Regions from separate parts of the Bos taurus genome. Here region 2 is linked to region 1. Evidence: chromatin contacts called from public Hi-C data. All regions are on one chromosome and are shown on one strand. Each heading gives the region's core, a stretch centred on a gene start, on an enhancer-like site or on the middle of the called end of the contact. The rest is flanking DNA. Distances are from core to core; before and after follow the strand shown. Region 1 overlaps INSR (insulin receptor). Region 2 holds the start of INSR (insulin receptor).

Evidence for each region. Hi-C and Micro-C count contacts between places; a contact is called where the count stands out from the background.
Region 2: a Hi-C map of liver shows a contact between it and region 1, with 1.9 times the contacts expected there. The contact joins the promoter of INSR here to the enhancer-like site in region 1. A contact is called at or near these places in 2 of 11 Hi-C or Micro-C datasets (liver and skeletal muscle).

Annotation. Positions count from the first base shown.
Region 1 is chr7:16,143,684-16,146,383 of ARS-UCD2.0, forward strand. All of the region lies in intron 2 of INSR (insulin receptor), which reads right to left. Among named protein-coding and RNA genes, the nearest start is that of INSR, 55 kb to the right of the region's middle. Within about 2 kb of position 1,283, at least 7 of the 102 cell types and tissues checked have an H3K27ac peak or open chromatin away from gene starts, as enhancers often do. A contact at or near this core is called in liver and skeletal muscle, where this site is marked.
Region 2 is chr7:16,199,209-16,201,908 of ARS-UCD2.0, forward strand. INSR (insulin receptor) reads right to left here and starts at 1,285. Exons shown (of 21, transcript XM_005208817.5): 1 at 726-1,285. The coding sequence starts at 825.

The DNA of each region.
Region 1 (2,700 bases), core at 33-2,532:
GATTTTCCTGACTCAGGGATTGAACCCAGATCGCTTGTGTCTCTTGCATTGGCAGGCAGTTCTTTATCCCCTGAGCCATCATGAAATAGGTTTTATATCATGTGCCACAATTTAAAAAAATACCCCAACCAAATAAAGAGTGCCTCAGAGAGGATGCTTTCAGAAGCACAAGTTGCAGATAATTGGCCCACATTTAGGGTCAGATCAACCCTGAATATTCATGGGAAGGACTGATGCTGAAGCTGAAGCTCCAACACTTTGGCCACCTGATGTGAAGAGCCAACTCATTGGAAAAAACCCTGATGTTGGGAAAGATTGAGGACAAGAGAAGGGAGCAGCAGAGGATGAGATGGTTGGATAGCATCACTGACTCAGTGGACATGAGTTTGAGCAAACCCTGGGAGATAGTGAAGGACAGGGAAGCCTGGCACGCTGCAGTTCATGAGGTCGAAAAAGTCAGACACAACTAAGCATCTAAACAACGACAACAGCAATCCTTAGCCTGGTGCATAGGCTGCTGAAGAACTCACGAAGAAAAAGGATTAATTCTAATTTTATAGAAGCAGAAACAGAGATGTTAAGTAAGTCCCAAGGTCACACAGCAAAGACATGGTCTAACCTGGATTCAAACCTGGGACTACAGCTCCTGTTCACATATGTTAATGTCATTGCCCATCAGCTCGGTCAGCCTCAAGCTTCTTTCCCAGAGTGTCAAAAGTTTCCAACTGGAATGTAAGGGAGCCCACTCCACATCATCACCTCTCAAAAGAGAGAAAAGACTCACAGTGCGATGCTTTGTGTGAACGGTCAGCGAGCCCCGGAAAATACTGAGCCTCCTATCCTCAGGACGTCTCCCCTTTCTGCTTCCTTCCCCCTACCTCCAATGACATGCCCACAACATGAGGCGCAGCTCTGTTGAGAATAGGGATGAAAATGAGCATTGTCTGAGAGGGAAAGTGGTGAAGAAAAAAGCATAGCCCTGTGCCCAACACAGTAAGCACCTGAGAAATGGTTATTCTGCACAACCCCATTTGGTCCAGAGACCGTATCAGAGCCCAGGTGGACTGAAGGATGGAGGCCATAGTGAGCCCACATCCCCAATAAACCGGCAGAGCACCTGGCTGTCTGCTGAACAGCACTGGGAAGGGAAAAGACGCCGCAGCCGCGCGAGGAAGGAGAATGACTCTTAACCAACATCTGACTCTGCTTGACCCTCTGGGTTGCAGCCCGCTCTCAGCTCCCTGGCCTCCGATGACCTTGAGCTGTCTTGGCCCTGAATCCTAGCCCTGAACCTGTTTCCTATTTACTCTGACACTTGACACAGACGGCTTCCCTGGTGGATGGTGATTATGCTTAGCCCTCACTCTTGTGGGGACGCAGCTCTGTCCTTGGGGAGAGCCAGGCAGGAGGAATTAGGCTACAAAGAAGCCTGCTCACTCCAAGGGACAGGGGTGCCAGCTCCCACTCGAGGCAAAGAGGAAGGTCAAAGTCCAGCATGGACTAGAACCCTAGGGGTTACCGTGTGCTAGATGCTTTGCTTAGCTTATCCAAAGAATTAATTATCTCACTTAATTCTCACCCAGACCAGTAAATGGAACTGTCCTGAGAAAGAAGTCCAGCGTGAAGATACGAGGGGGCATTTGGGGAGATGAGCATTGTTGGGAATGAGTCAGAAACCAACAGATCTCTGGCCTCTGGTGTAGGAATCCGCTGCTGGGTGAAACCTAGCATGACCAAATGTTCTGGTTTGCCTGGGACTGATGGGTTTCCCAAGAAACAGGGCTGTTAGTACTAAAACCAAGAAAGTCCTAGGCAAACCAGGGCAAGTTGGTCACCCTAGTGACCTAATTCTGGCTTCTAGGTATTGGCCCCTGGCCAGCTTTAGGAGGAGCAGGAGGCTAAAGTCAGTACAGGAGGTGGGTCCTCTTCATAGAACTCCTACTCACCCTTCAAAACCCAATGCAAAAGGACCCTTCCTGTATAAGGCAGAGTGTAGCAGGAAAAAGCTGAGGTTCTGAAGCCAGACTCTAACTTCAAATCCCAGGTCCATGAAAAAGTTGTTATGAGGACCATGTACCTGGTTGCTATTGTTGTTGTTTAGTCACTAAGTCTTTTGTGACCCCATGAACTGTAAACTGCTAGGCTCCTCTGTTCACAGGATTTTCCAGGCAAGAATACTGAAGTGGCTTGCCATTTCCTTCTCCAGGGGATCTTTCCCACCCAGGGATTGAACCTGTGTCTCCTGCACTGCAGCTGGATTCTTTACCACTGAGCCACTAGGGAAGCCCATGTGCCTGGTAGATGGTGCTTCAGAGGCCTTAATCTGCTGTATCTGTTACCTGTCCTTATCCTCCTTTAGACCCGAAGTTCCCCATGTTCCCGTCTCTGAACCACCGAAACAGACAAGCACACACTTAAAAAAAAAGAAGTAAGGAAAGATAAAATCTTGTAACTTGCGCAAACCAGTTAATGCAAATCCAGTCTTTCCCCATCATCCTCAAGCCCTGACACCAAGCAGGGTTGTTTTTCACTTGGCTTCTCCTCTCCCGACGATTTCACAAGAGCCCACAGAGAGGCGTGCAGCGAAGTAAACAAGAGAAGCTCTGAAAATCCATTCATGGTCAGCTCAAAGGTGTCAAGCAGCCCAAGAGCACAGCCGAGTCTTCAGGCATGGGGACAAGGAGGCTCCGTGAGGCTGAG
Region 2 (2,700 bases), core at 35-2,534, 56 kb after region 1:
CAGAGATCCAGAGAGATAAGACCGGCCAGCCCGAGGCATCTGGCGACACTAGCTATAATAATCATAAAAGCCGACACTACTGCTACTACAGCTGCGCTGTTGCCAAGGGCTAGAGCTTGCCTCCGACATCTGGAAACAGAATTCCAGAGTATAAACATGGAACTGAAGTCAGGGGTAGCCGTGGGTCTAGATACCAGAAAGAAAGGGGCGGGTTCTACACTTCCTCGGCCCCTGGGGTAGCGTCACCAAGCTGCTGGGATCCCAACGGACCACCCTGCCTTCAGTCAGTCACCCTCGATTCTCACTCCAAACCGTCTGTGCCCGGGGCATTTGGCTGTCCGAGAGTGTCCGATGACCCTACTTCTCGGAGGCGACCCAGAGAGGACGTGTGTCCCGTCTCTGGAGCCAGGTGGTGGGCTCGGAGAGGCCCAGACACGGGGGTTTGAGGAGCGCTCTCGGGAGAGGCGCCCGCAGAAGGGCGGGCACTAGGGCAAGGTTCCTGCAGCCCGGGGCCGCATGCGGGTCTTGGAGCCGCTAGCCCAGGCGGGCAAAGGCCAAGGTCAGCGGCTTCCCGCCCCCCGCGAGGCCGGAGAAACCGTCCGGGCCACCAGCCCTCCGACGGAGGTACTGCACTCCGTCCACAACGGGGGGTGGTTCCATTTTGGCAAAGGGTACCCTCCCCAGCCGCGCGGCTTCCCGCCCACTCCGGGACCCCCCAGACTCACCTTCTCCAGGGTACAGGTGGCCCGCGGCGCCCACCAGCAGCGCGGCGACGACCACCATCAGCAGCACGGCTGCCGCCCCCCTCCCGCCCCCGGCGCCCATGGCTGCGGGAGCGCGGAGTGCCGAAGGATCAGAGCGCGAGGCGCTGGCTGGCGGGGTGCATGCTACGAAGCGGCCGCCCCAGAGGGGCTGGGGGTCGCGCGTCCTTCTCTTCCACGCGGGCCGCCCAAGGTCCCGCAGCCTGCGCCTGGGAGGACTCTAGAAACGGCCCCGGGAGGGGCGCGCGGCCTCCGCCGCTACGAATCCGGCAGCGCGGCCGGGTGGAGACGGTCCCGACTCCGGGCCCCCGCGGCCCGGGCCCCCGTCCCGACGATCTTAGGGCCCGGAGCCCCGCGCTCTGCCCCCCTGACTCTAGGCTTTTGGCCCCGAGTGCTCCGGAGCTCCGATCTTCGGACGCGCGGACAAACGGACGTGCGGACAGGCGGGCGGGCACCTGGGCTGGCGGGTGGCGGGCAGGCGGCGGGAGCCAGGGCTGCTCGGCCCGTAAACAACGCGGCCCGTCAGCTGGGCCCCGTTCGGGCCGCAGGAAAAGGCGGCGCGGATCTAGGCTCGGAAGGGACTCGGCGCCCGGCAGAGGCCCGAGAAGGGTGGAAGGAGGACGGGCAGGGGGGAGGCGCCGCCCCGCCCGCCCGCCAGTCTCCCTATCCTGGGCCCCGCGCTGGAGGCCCCCGTCGCGCCCTAGCTGAGGGGGCGCCCCAGATCCCTGCCCAGCCCCAGCGCCCTGTACAGCCCCAGGATTCCTGTCTCAGAGCCCGGGAGCGCCCCAGATTGACCAACTCAGCAAGTCGTATCCCGTGTTCCCGTGTTTAAAACATTTTGCTAGTTTGTTCTTCGTGGGACTTTGGAAAATTCATTTTTATTTTTTTTAATATTGTATTAAAATATTGTTTATCGTGGTTACTCGGCTTTTTGGTACTCCCTTAAATGTTACGTTCACCTCCCCCTCGTCACAGTCTGGCCAGTGAGTATGGGCCTCGACGCCCCAGAGCGTCCTACCCCGGAGTGCGCCCCCGCCCAGAGCCAGGCCCCTAGGGACAGCCACGTGCACGAGCGTGCTGCGTGCGCTCAAGTATTCGGTAGCCTGGGCCCCTCCGCACAATGCGTGGTTCAAGGTGGAGAAATGACCCTTAGGAGAAAGTGTAGAAACTCGCAAAAAAAAAAAAAAAGTGCAAACCAGGCGCTGGAGATGTTGGGTAGGACACAGGTAGACACACCCAATTTTCAATATGCAGCCCCAGAGTCCATGTGTGTTTGAGTGTCAGTCACATGACTGTGGCCACCCCGCCTTGCTGAAGAGGGGCCTTAAGCTCAGAAAAGCCAGAACCTAGTGAGAATCTGGTCCCTCCACTTAAGACTTCCTGTGCAGCCTTGAATGAGTAATTTTTCTTTCTCTCGATGGGCCTCATCTGTATGATGCATGTAAGGACACCTTCAGGTCAGATTTGGTGAGTTGTAAGGGCTTCCCGGGTGGCTCAGTGGTAAAGAATTTGCCCACCAATGCAGGAGACTCAGGTTAGATTCCTGGGTCAGGAAGATCCCCTGGAGGAGGAAATGGCAACCCACTCCAGTATTCTTACCTGGAAAATCCCATGGATAGAGGCAGGCTACAGTCCATGGAGTCGCAAAGAGTTTGACATGACTGAGCTCGTATGCGTACACACACACACACACACACGACCGAGCACGCATACACATGCACACACACACAGTCTCAGAGGGGAAATAAAGCATGACAAAGCACCCAGAACAACTGTTGGCTGAGGGCGTTCATTCTTTCTTTCATCTATTAACCAAATATTAGTTTGCCAGTAGATGGGCCCACTGTTCTTCTAACTCAAATCTATTCCTGCCTCCCTGTCCCTCTAGTGTCTGGCTCCACTTGTCTGTTCCAATGAGCCTTCCCTGACCACCCTTTGC